Linked DNA regions of Sus scrofa: region 1 is linked to region 2. A link is a contact called in public HiChIP or PLAC-seq data. All regions are on one chromosome and are shown on one strand. Each heading gives the region's core, a stretch centred on a gene start, on an enhancer-like site or on the middle of the called end of the contact. The rest is flanking DNA. Distances are from core to core; before and after follow the strand shown.

Region 1 (6,435 bases), core at 3,717-6,216, 68 kb after region 2:
TTGGTTTGTTTCAGCTTTGCCCGAAGTTTTTACATACAAATTCTACTAGTCACACTTGGCCATTTAGTGCGGTTGCTGAATTAATAGGTATGTAAATTGATATTTCATGTATAATTTGTTGCTTGCATGTGAAGTTCTTAAAAGCTTTTTATTAGAAAATAATATGCAGATGTGATTTTTTTAAAAAGCCAAATGCATTTCAGTGATAACATTGGTAAATGTTACCTAGCATAACAGCTATTGAAACAAATGTCAAATTAATCATTGTTTAGCCTTTCTATACTATTATTAAAGTATTTCCCTATACTACTATCAAGTCAATTTACAAAGTTCATAAAGCATTTATGTTGAAAATATTTTTATTCTCGTTATAAAAAATAAATGTATTGCTAAAATGAGAATTACTTTTTTAATAGTTGGAAACTATAAAAGTGGATTCATTTTTCTGATGTTAATAAGTAGGAGGATTAATATTGTATTAGATTTGTGTTAATAAATTCTTGGTTTCTCCAGTAGATAGAATGATCAAGGTATAGGATTAAATTTAAAAGTGTTTTGGGAGTACCCGTTGTGGCTCAGTGGTTAACAAACCTGACTAGTATCCATCAGGACTCGGGTTCAATCCCTGGCCTTGCTCCGTGGATTAAGGATATGGCATTTCCATGAGCTGTGGTGTAGGTTGCAGACATGGCTGGGATCCTATGTTGCTATGGCTGTGGTGTAGGCCGGATGCTACATCTCCGATTAGACCCCTCCTGGGAACCTCCATATGCCATGGGTGCAGCCCTCAAAATACAAAAAGACCAAAAAAAAAATGTTGTAATGAACAGGAGGAAAGAGGTAAGTTTGTGATCAGATTTGCATTATGGATCATGATTTTTTTTTTCTTGGTAAAATTCATGCACATGAGTTTTAAAATTTAAGCATGTTTGAGAAACAAATAATAAAGGAAAACTGTGTTTTTAGGCATTCTTAAATATATTTTACACATATAGGAAGGAAGGACCCTATGTTGGAAGTGTAGGAAAAAAAGAAAGAAAATTCGAGAACCCTTCTTTGATATAGTTAGATTTTTCAGAGCCTCCCAGCTAATATATGCTGTTCAGGTGTAAACCCTGAAGTGCATATGAGGTAACATTGCAGCTATTCCCGATCATTCTTTTCTGTGGCAACCGGGAGGAGGTAACTCAGCTTTATTGAAATGCATAGTGTTTCTCTAGTCTTGGGTTAGAGCACCTCAAAATTGTGGTGTATCAGATTTTATTATTTATTTTTATTTTTTTAATTTTTTTTTTTTTGTCTTTTTGCCTTTTCTAGGGCCGCTTCCCGTGGCATATGGAGGTTCTCAGGCCAGGGGTCTAATCGGAGCTGTAGCCGCCAGCCTACGCCAGAGCCACAGCAATGCCGGATCCAAGCCGTGTCTGCGACCTACGCCACAGCTCAAGGCAACGCCAGATCTTTAACCCACTGAGCAAGGCCAGGGATTGAACCCACAACCTCATGGTTCCTAGTCGGATTCGTTAACCACTGAGCCACGAAGGCAACTCCATAATTTAAGTTTTTTTATGAAGCTGAAGTGGTTGATGAAAAAGATTGTTTGATTTTAACTGTAGGCTTATGGAAGGACAGCCCGAGACCCATTACTTGTATTATACTAAAGACTTCAAAATACACCTCAGAAGTATTTTTAGTCAGTTAGGGATATCCAGATAGATCTTAGTTCACAAGTTGATTTTATTACTGCTACTGTTGAAATTTTTTTTACTTTCCTTTGATATGTTCCTTTACACTTGAGGGAAACAAGTATGCTACACATGGGTGTTAAAATGGGGGAGGTGTACTGAGGTCAGAGACTTGTACTAGCCATCAGAAGGTTTTGGTAGATTGAAAAGGGCCTTTTTTTTTTTTTTTTTTGCTTTTTAGGGCTGCACCCGCAGCATATGGAGATTCCCAGGCTTTAGGGGTCGAATCGGAGCTGCAGATGCTGGCCTGCACCACAGCCAGGCAGTGCTGGATCCCTAACCCACTGAGTGAGGCCAGGGGTCGATTATATAACCTCATGGTTACTAGTTGGATTCATTTCCCCTACACCACAACGGGAACTCCGAAAAGGGCCACAATTTGAAGAACTGTGTTAAAGGTAAACCTTCATCTGTGCATCTCCTTCCTTGTCGGCTTGTAATGCTGTTGACACTCAGATCTCAGTTTCCCTTATGATAGCTAGGCTAGCTCTTTGGGGAGAAGATTCCTTGCCTTGGTCATTTCTTCAGTGCAGTGATTGTTCTTGCTTTACACTTTTTCAGTGTAGTGGGTACCAGCCTTTGCTCTCTATATAACAAATGGGGGGCTTTGGATGGAGTTAATTCCATAATAGTCAGTGAATTATATATAGCATTGTACAGTTTAGTTTCATGTTGTCAAGTCTTAGAAGTTCCTAACATTTTAGCTTCTAAAATTTCCTTAAAATGTATTATTCTGTTGCTTTGTTAAAGGCTTGTTCAGAACTGATTGCTCTTCTTTAAAATGCAGAATCAAAATTTTCAAAACTTTTGTTTCCCAGATAATGCTTACGATCCTGATGTGAATGCCAAACAGATATGGATTGACAAAACAGTGATAAATGATCATGTATGCCTGACTTTCACTGATAATGGGAACGGTATGACTTCAGACAAGCTACATAAAATGCTAAGGTATGGGAAAGTGTCGCACTTCTTAAAATCATTGCTTTTACTTGATTCACTTGTTTCATGTGTCATACGTCTTGCCTGTAGTTTTTGTTTTTTAAACATGAAATGCTATACCCACAGTGTGCTCTATTCTCTAAATATTCTATCATTTTCTACCACTGTTAGATTATTAGGCTATTCCTGCCATTTTCATCACCCTCTCCACGTCTCATTTATCTAAAATTCCACCATTCCTTTTAGAGTTGTAGCATATTGACATCAGTTTTATTTTTTATAGTTTTAACTACTATTTCCAGTAAAACTTAACACTTTGGGGATGCTGGACCAGTGGATTGATTGATTGATTGATTGATTTTAGGGCCGCACCCACGGCATATGGAGGTTCCCAGGCTAGGGGTCAAATCAGAGCTGCAGCTATGGGCCTACACCACAGCCACAGCAACGCCAGATCAGAGCTACATCTGCGACCTACACCACAGCTCATAGCAAAGCCAGATCCTTAACCCACCGAGTGAGGCCAGGGATCAAACCTGAGTCCCTCATGGATCCTAGTCAGATTCCTTTTCTGCTGAGCCACGACAGGAACTCCTGAGCCACAGCGGGAACTCCAAACCAGTGGTTTTAAAGTGATTCAGAGGATGAGGAGGTAGCATAGTTGTAAGTCAGGAGTTCTAGGGTCACAGAATAGAATGTCAGGATGAAGCCAGACATGCCTGAAATGTGAACTGAGATACATAGTACAGGTGCAGGGTAGAGGGAAGATTCGGCAGCAGAAACCTTTCTACTGTCTCTCAAGTACTCTTCATACTGCACAAAAAGGTAGGTTGACCCGATCATAATAGTGCATAGTATATCAAGCTTGTTGAAAGTAAGAGAATCATTTACACTTAGAGGAAGAAATTTCATGGGGTGAAATCTCAAGGTCCCAGGAGCCTAAATTATAATTCAGCCCTTTAGCCAGGATGTGCCAGGCAGTGAGCTCCTGTTTTAGTATGTGTAATCCTTATTCGCCCCTACGACACAGATTTGGTTTCCATAATTTCAGAGATGGGGAAGCACGTGAAGACAGATTAAAAGTAAGTCGCCCAAGATTATACAACTCGGATGGAAGGATGAGGCAGCATTCAAACTTAGGCTTTTTACTTGGTGTCGCAGTTTTTGAATTAAAATAAATGAAGATTATACGTATTTATTAAGAGTTTTTTTCTTTTTAGCTTTGGCTTCAGTGACAAAGTCACCATGAATGGTCACGTCCCAGTTGGATTGTATGGGAATGGCTTCAAGTCAGGTTCTATGCGTTTGGGTAAAGATGCAATCGTTTTTACCAAAAACGGAGAAAGCATGAGCGTGGGCTTCTTGTCTCAGACCTACTTGGAAGTCATAAAAGCAGAACATGTTGTTGTCCCAATAGTGGCATTCAGCAAAGACCATATCCTTTGGATTTTGAAATGGAAACTCTCAAGAAATATTCTGAACTATTCCATCCTTTTGCCCTCCTCCAGATTCTTGTTTTTTCATCATATCTTCCATTCTAGCACTCGTTCCTATCCACTGCCTCTATCCAGCATTTGGTGCTAAATGCTTGTCCTTTTCTCCTCACTCTTGGGATTGTGCCATGGACATTCTTTTTTTTGGGGGGGTGGGTGGCAAACCAACGGCATGTGGAAGGCCCCGGGCTAGGGGTTGAATCAGAGCTGTAGCTGCCAGCATACGCCACAGCCGTAGCAATGCCAGATCTGATCCGTGTCTGCGATTTACACCCACAGCTCATGGCAACGCCAGATCCTTTAACCCACTGCGTGAGGCCAGGGATTAAACCTGCATGCTCATGGATCCTAGTTGGGTTCATTGCTGCAGAGCCGCAATGGGAACTCTGCCGTGGACGTTTTTAACTTAAGGTGATTGAATTTTATGTTAAGCTTCCCATAGCTCTGCTCTTTATTTCACTTTTTGTGTGGTCTAATAAGACTTATGATCTGGCTTGAAGTTTTTACCGACCATGAAAAGCAAGGTATCTGTAGGAAAATGTCTTCTGTGTAAACATTCACATGTTGGAAGTCATTAAATGAGTTAAGAATCATAATATACTTCTTTATACTTCCTCCTCCTTGGTGTTCATTTGAAGTCAAACTGTCGTTTTATTTTGTTTATTTATTTTTCTTTATTTCGGCTGTACCTGCAGCATAGGAAGTTGCGGTGGCAACGCTGGATCCTCAACCCCACTGCCCCACAGCAGGAACTTCTAAGATTAGTGTTCCCTTTTTTTTGGTCATGCCCATAGCATGTGGAAGTTCCTGGGCTAGGGATCAACCAGCAGCATGTCAGTGACAACGCCATATACTTAACCAGCTTAGCCACACAGGAGCTCCCCTGCTGTCATTTTAAAACTTAGAAAATAATTTAGGAGATGATTTTTCAGTTAGTTGAGTTGGTTTCCAGGTTTTAATTGTGAAAAATATGTTGTTGGTCTAAGTCTTTAACTTAAGGTGTACGGCAGATAATTAATTCAACAGAATCAAAAGCGAGCCTTGCTGCAATTCTGGAACATTCTCTGTTTTCTACGGAACAGAAATTACTAGCAGAACTTGATGCTATCATGAGTACGAAGGGGACAAGGATCATCATTTGGAATCTGAGAAGGTAAATACAGACCTCAGCTGGTTATTAACCATTTGGGAAGTAAAGTGCATGTGCAGGAATGGTTTCATTACATTCATCCGTTGTTACTCAGAGCAATATATTGGTAGTTCCTCATTTTATGACGTAGTTAATGATACATCTTTTCCAAAGTTATTTTATTAAAGCTACTTTGGCTTCAATGTGAGATAATTTCATATTCCTAAAAATAAATTTCCTAGCCCTGCAGTCTCCATTGCATTCTGTTCTTACTCTTGGTTATATTATACCTCTCCTCAAAAACAAAATAACAACAAAAACACTACCAAAAACGTGTTCCCGGAGTTCCCGTCATGGCGCAGTGGTTAACGAATCCGACTAGGAACCATGAGGTTGCGGGTTTGGTCTCTGCCCTTGCTCAGTGGGTTAATGATCCGGCGTTGCCGTGAGCTGTGGTGTAGGTTGCAGACGCGGCTCGGATCCCACGTTGCTGTGGCTCTGGCGTAGGCTGGCAGCTACAGCTCCGATTGGACCCCTAGCCTGGGAACCTCCATTTGCCGCAGGAGCGGCCCAAGAAATGGCAAAAAGACCAAAAAAAAAATTTCTTCTGAAAAAAAAAAAAAAACGTGTTCCCTTGTGGTGTAGCCATTTAAGGATCTAGCATTGCCCCAGCTGTGGCACAGGCTGGAATGGGTTCAGTCCCTGGCCTGGGAACTTCCACATGCTATAGGTGTGGCTAAAAGAAAAAAAAGGAAAGAAAAAAATGAAAAAAGCACAACCAACAAATCCCAACTTGGGTAGGATAGAGAAAGCATTGTTCATTTGGTTCATTACGTGAAGCTAAGCAGGATTCAGCATCTATTGAGAAAAGTAATATATATGTGTGTGTGTGTGTGTATTTATACACACACACACACACACACACACACACACACGTTTGTCTTTTTAGGGCCGCGCTTGAGACATATGTAAGTTCCCAGGCTAGGGGTCCAATCGGAGCTGTAGCCCCTGGCCTGTGCCACAACCATGGCAACACCGGATCCTTAACCCACTGAGCAAGGCCTGGGATTGAGCCTGTGTCCTTGTGGTTACAGGTTCAATCCCTGCAGTTGGATTTGTTACCCCTGAG
Region 2 (6,338 bases), core at 420-2,919:
TTTTCACTTGACCTTATGGAATCTGAAGATGTTTTAACTGTTGGTTGCTCTACCCTATCTGGGATTAAATTTTAGAACACAGCTAGTGCTTTGGCTGAGTGATTGAAGAGTGTGTGATGAGGAGTCTCAGACTCGCAGGCATCCCTCTTTGAAAGAAAGGTCTGGGCTTAAATGCTCAAGGAGGGAGTTCCCATCATGGTTCAGTGGTAACGAACTCTACTAGTATCCATAAGGATGCAGGTTCGATCCCTGGCCTTGCTCAGGGGGTTAAGGATCCGGTGTTGCCGTGAGCTATGGTGTAGGTTGCAGAAGAGGCTCAGATCCTGCGTTGCTGTGGCTGTGGTGTAGGCCGGCAGCTGCAGCTCCAGTTCGACTCCTAGTCTGGGAATTTCCATATGCCACGAGTGCAGCCAAAAAAAAAAAAAATACTAAAAATAAATGCTTAGGGAGACATCTTACTTTCCAAGCACATGTGGGCCTCCCTGGGGAGGGTGCTGCAGCTCAGCCTTCATCCCACCAGCACAGCATCCTCACAGAAAGGGAAACGCACCACAGACCAGTGAGTCTCACATGTTCCTTTTTTTTTTTTTTTTTTTTCTTTTTCCAGGCCACAGCTGTGAGTGACCCTACCAATTTGAAAAATGCCAAGAATGCTATTCTGGAAGAGCTGCCCCGAATTGTTAACACCATGGCCCTTCTCTGGAATGTTCTCAGAAAGGAGGAGACTCAAAAGAGACCCGTGGATCTCCTTGGAGCCACGAAAGGATCCTCTTCGGTTTACTTTAAAACCACCAAAGTAAGAGAGCTTCCTCTGTGGGTCTGTGATTTCCTTTGACTTGTATTGTCCCACCCCAAATAAAAATGTGCAGGGATATATACATAAGTAATCAAACCTCACGTGCTCAGTGAAACCCACATTAGAGGGAAGTTGGAGGTAGAAGTCTCCCGTTTGTTTATTGGAATAAGTTTCCTATTCACGGGAAGAAAGGCTTTGTGAGTAGTTTTCAGTTTATTTTCACCTTTACCCTTAAAAAAAAATAAATAAATACAGTCTCTGGGGTTTTGGTGGCTGGGGGTTCAAGTGAGAGACCTGACATTCTCACCCTGTTTCTCAGAAGCATCTCTGCTAAGACAGCTAATCTCTGCTTTCAGTGATGCCTTGAATATGCATTGAGGCATCTGAGTTTTTTTATTAAACCAGCAGCACACAACCTAGAGCACTTCTAGTTCTATTACTGAATCAAACTTGGGTCGGTCCACTCTCCCGCACGCAGTAAAGTCGGTCTGCTGACACTGGATTGTGGGGAAGGAAAGGGCATCGTTCATGGTCCGTACTGGACAAGAGGGACAGGCAGCTAGTGCCCACAAACCCGGACTCCCCATTGAATTTCAGGGAAGTTTTTAAGGACCACGAGGGGACCTTTGAAAGGTGTGTAATCAGCTCATTCACAATCCTCTGACTAGTTGATGATGGGGTAACAGGGTGATGTTGCAGGGGTGAGCATCAGTCTTCAGGCTCCAGCCTGGCTGGGGGCTACATCCTCATGACCATCATGCAGTTTGCTTCTTCTATTTGGTAGGAGTTTTAGTATCTGTACAACAACTTAGGAATGTGCCCCAGACACGATTATCTGTGTACTTCATGGAGGAACTAAAGATTCTGTGACTGCCATATGACTAATTTGTTTACATTGTTACCAGTTCCTCCTGGCTCAACTGCTACATGTCACTACATGTTCATATCCTTTCAATCATTAATCTTTTTAGGGGTTTTTTTTGCTTTTTTAGGGTCATCCCCGGAGCATATGGACGTTCCCAGGCTAGGGGCTGAATCAGAGCTGCAGCTATTGGCCTACACCACAGCCGCAGCAACGCGGAGTCCTTAACCCATTGAGCGAGGCCAGAGATTTGAACCCGCATCCTCATGGATGCTAGTCAGATTTGTTACCGCTGAGCAACAATGGGAAATCTAATCATTAATTTTTATTTTTTATTTATTTATTTATTTATTTTTTGTCTTTTTGCCTTTTCTAGGGCTGCTCCCGCCGCATATGGAGGTTCCCAGGCTAGGGGCTGAATCAGAGCTGCAGCTATTGGCCTACACCACAGCCGCAGCAACACAGAGTCCTTAACCCATTGAGCGAGGCCAGAGATTTGAACCTGCATCCTCATGGATGCTAGTCAGATTTGTTACCGCTGAGCCACAATGGGAACTCCAATCATTAATTTTTATTTTTTATTTTTTATTTTTTTGTCTTTTTGCCTTTTCTAGGGCTGCTCCCGCAGCATATGGAGGTTCCCAGGCTAGGGGTCGAATCGGAGCTGTAGCCACCGGCCTACACCAGAGCCACAGCAATGCCAGATCCGAGCCGCATCTGCAGCCTACACCACAGCTCATGCCAACACCGGATCTTCAACCCACTGAGCGAGGCCAGAAATCGAACCCACAACCTCATGGTTCCTAGTCAGATTCATTAACCACTGAGCCACGACAGGAACTCCCAATCATTAATTCTTGAGTCAGGCTTTTGCAACTTAGGGAAGGCCCAGGAGACTATAAAGCTTTTCTACAGACAAGAGGTGGGCTGAGCCTCGGTTTCCTCCTCTGTGAAGTGAGTCTGTTATTAGTGGCCTACCTACTGGGCTATTGAGAAGATTCCATTTGGCAGTGGCTAAGATTGATCAAGCCCTCTGCTCAAGCCCTCTCTGAAGGACCCAAGGTCTTGAGCTGGGACCTCCATCCTGTCTCCTGAGCAGACACCGTGGTGGGAGGGAAAGGACCTGCCCATCCCACGCTCAGCAGTATCTAACATGATGCCAAACAAGGGCAGCGGGGACATAGTAAGCCCAGAGTAAATTCATTCATTTGACAGATATTTGCCTGCCCGCTGCTGTGGACCAGGCCCTGTTAATACATGAGTGGATAAGGGAGATGAAGTAAGTCCTTGTCCTCCTGGCAGACACAGACATATAACCATCAATTTTTAAATGATGATGAGTTTCCCATCGTGGCTCAGTGGTTAACAAACCCGACTAGCATCCATGAGGACACGGGTTCGATCCCTGGCCTTGCTCAGTGGGTTAAGGATCCAGTGTTGCCGTGAGCTGTGGTGTAGGTTGCAGATATTGCTTGGATCCCACGTTGCATAGGCTCTGGCGTAGGCCAGTGGCTACAGCTCCGATTCAAACCCAAGCCTGGGAACCTCCATATGCCGCGGCCCTAAAAGACAAAGAAAAAATCATAGTAATAATATAAAATGATGATGAGAAGCGCTGCAAAGACATGTAGGGAGCTCTGACAGCGTGTGACCCGGGGACCTGACCTAGTCTGGGGTGGAGGAGGCCTTGCTGAGGCAGAGTGGCTGAACTGAGACCCAGATCGAAAGGATTTGACCAGGGGAGGTGAGTGTTGGAGGCTGGGGGGCCCCCAGGCTTCACAGAGGGAGGAACGTAGAGGTTTCAGGAGTGGAGAGAGATCCACGCATGGCAGAAGGGAGTGACGAGTGACGTCTAGGGCCGTGTGGGTTTATTTGTAATTGGTTATGTAATAAAATTAGTTAAATGTACGTATTTTTGGACATTGAAAAGGCATTTTTTTCTGATGAATATAAGCCCTTCCTGGGCTGGTTGAGACAAGCCGAGGCTGGGGGCTTTCAGGAGGAGAACAGTCCCAGCTCTGCTGCTTGGCCCTCCCCTTCTCACTACGTCTGCAAAGCCTTGGGGGGCTTCCTTGGAGCCCCTGCCCTGCTGGTAACTGCTCGAAGGTGGTAGTCATCACCCCCAAGAGTCTCTTCCTGCTCAGCTCAGCTGGCAGCCCGTCTGGTCACCTGGGGGCCTGGCTGGTCACCTGGCCGCCCACCACCCTCTCATCGAGCGCTTCCAGGTGGCGCTCCAGCCCCTCCCCTTCCCAGGATCACACAGCCTGATGCTGAGAGGTCCGCACAGCCTGGCCCCGGGGGTCACAGGCACCGGTGGTGGGGTGTCTAGTCCCCCAGAGCCCGCATTCTGCCCTGCTCTACCTTTTCTTGTTTCTGTTTTCTAGACCATACGACAGAAAATTTTAGACTTCTTGAACCCCTTGACGGCCCACCTGGGAGTGCAGTTAACAGCAGCTGTTGCCGCCGTGTGGAGCCGGAAGAAAGTGAAACGCCACAGTAAGACGAAGGTAGGGCCAAGGATCAGAGCAGTAGCTAAACTTACTCGGACAAAATACCAAGTGGTCAGGTGCAGGCAAAGGGGACACCACAGGCTGACACGGGAGACTGTCGATGTAGCGATGTAGCGAATGGATGATGTTCCACTGTTGTAAATGCGTGAGGTGGAACAGCTGTGCCCTGTTACAACTGGAGGGGGAGGTGGGGGGGAGTGGAGCCCCCCCCCGGACATCTGTTTTCTCATCTTTCTATTGTATTTATTTGACCTTTTAAATCTAATATCTAATGGTGGGCTTACAAGGATATATATAACATGTACATTTTAAAGAATAAAAGCACCACCATGAACTTGCTACCCAGCTTAAGAAATGGTTCATTATCCCTTGGGCCCTTCCCTGGCTGAAGTGCCAAATAGTTGCTTTTTTCTTAAAAAAAAAAAAAAAAAAACAATTTTTAAAAGACTTTTTTTTTGTCCTTTTTTTTAGGGGCCCACTTTGGCATATGGAAGTTCCCAGGCTAGAGGTTGAATTGGTGCTGCAGTTTCCAGCCTACACCACAGCCACAGCAACTCAGGATCCAAGCCACATCTGCCACCTGCACCACAGCTCACGGCAATGCCGGATCCTTAACCCACTAAGTAGGGACTGGGATCGAACCCACATCCTTATGGATACTAGACAGGCTCATTAACACTGAGCCCCAGTGGGAACTCCCAGACTTTATCGTTTTAGGGCAGTTTTAGGTTCACCACCACATGAGAGGAAGATGCAGAGATTGCTGAAATTACCCCATCCCCACACATGCATGGCTTCCCCCACTGTCCACACCCCCCTCCAGAAGGGTATGTTTGTCACAGTTGATGCAACTACATGGACACATCATCGTCACCCAGGTTCTAGAGTTTACATTAGGCTTTTTAAATTTATAAAAATAGGAGTTCCCCTTGTGGCTCAGCAGGTTAAGTACCTGACATAATGTCAGTGAGGATGCAGGTTCGATCCCTGGCCTCACTCAGTGGGTTAAGGATCTGGTATTGCCACAAGCTGCAGCGTAGGGCCTAGATGCAGATTCCACATTGCTGTGGTGTAGGTCGGCAGCTGCAACTCCGATTCGACCCCAGGTGTATCCCTAAAAAAGAAAAAATGAATAAGTTTGTAAAAATAGTACTTGTCCACAAGGGTAAAGAAAATTCAGGTCATCACATTCCTGCTCCCAGACCTCAGCTTGCATCTTGTCCATTCTTCCTCTGCCGACAGGTCCATCATGAGGCCATCATCCAGGACCTTGGTTTACCTGTTTCTACAAAACCAGCACATGCTTCTTCCTTGGTTCCCCCTGCCAGCCACACATGTTCCTACCTGGAACCTCTCTCAGAGGGTCTGTTCCACCCCCAGGCACTGTCTCAGTGCCCTGCCTGGGCCCCTGGGCCCTGAGGACGTGTGAGAGGCCAGTGGCCCAGGCTCCCCAGCTTAGCACCTGTGGGGTTTACCTGGTGATAAACCTGATGCTTCCAAGTGCATGAAACCACCTTCTACAGATGTGTCATCTAAATGCACCCCCCACACTGGGACTGTCCTGCCGAGGCCAGCTCCCGTGAACCTGGTTTACCTGTTTTTCTTACTGTCCTCTCCTTTGGGGGCTGACTCTTGGTATTAGCCTGTTTCCTTCAAATGAGTGTGTCAGTTTCTAAAACACTTCCTGAGCTTGAACATACCAGCATGACTGCCCGCTATCGGCTGCACCATTTATTCCTACTTTGTGTCAAATACTGACAGTGTTCCTCTAATTAAATGCTTACCTTGCTCTTTGTTTCCACCCGTAGAGTCCTTCACTTCATCTTCATTTACGTGTTTATTTACGAGTTCCTATTGTGGCTTAGCGGCTTAAGAATCTGACTGGTATCCATGAGGATGTGGGTTCGATCCCTGGCCTCCCTCAGTGGGTTAAGGATCTGGCATTGCCACAAACTGCCCCATAGGTCATAGACGCAGCTTGGATCTGGTGTTGCTGTGGCTGTGGTATAGACTGGCAGCTGCAGCTCCAATTCGACCTCTAGCTTGGGAACTTCCTTATGCCGTGGGTACAACCCTAAAATAAATAAATATTTGTTTGAAAGATTAAAATGAGTTCTCTCGTGGCACAGCAAGTTAAGGATCAGACGTTGTCACTGCAGTGGCTCAGGTC

What was found. HiChIP or PLAC-seq counts read pairs in DNA pulled down with a chosen protein or histone mark.
Region 1: a contact with region 2 is called in an H3K27ac HiChIP or PLAC-seq map of alveolar macrophages. The contact joins two enhancer-like sites. A contact is called at or near these places in 17 of 47 Hi-C or Micro-C datasets (alveolar macrophages, blood, embryonic fibroblasts and 9 more) and 2 of 2 datasets of contacts at active chromatin or transcription factors (alveolar macrophages and skeletal muscle).

What each region holds. Positions count from the first base shown.
Region 1 is chr13:200,007,320-200,013,754 of Sscrofa11.1, forward strand. MORC3 (MORC family CW-type zinc finger protein 3) reads left to right here. Exons shown (of 17, transcript XM_003132764.4): 2 at 15-87; 3 at 2,561-2,693; 4 at 3,905-4,119; 5 at 5,183-5,330. Among named protein-coding and RNA genes, the nearest start is that of MORC3, 14 kb to the left of the region's middle. Within about 2 kb of position 4,967, at least 1 of the 83 cell types and tissues checked has an H3K27ac peak or open chromatin away from gene starts, as enhancers often do. A contact at or near this core is called in alveolar macrophages, where this site is marked.
Region 2 is chr13:199,942,657-199,948,994 of Sscrofa11.1, forward strand. DOPEY2 (protein dopey-2) reads left to right here. Exons shown (of 39, transcript XM_003132763.4): 23 at 608-796; 24 at 4,043-4,165. Among named protein-coding and RNA genes, the nearest start is that of MORC3, 51 kb to the right of the region's middle. Within about 2 kb of position 1,670, at least 6 of the 83 cell types and tissues checked have an H3K27ac peak or open chromatin away from gene starts, as enhancers often do. A contact at or near this core is called in alveolar macrophages, where this site is marked.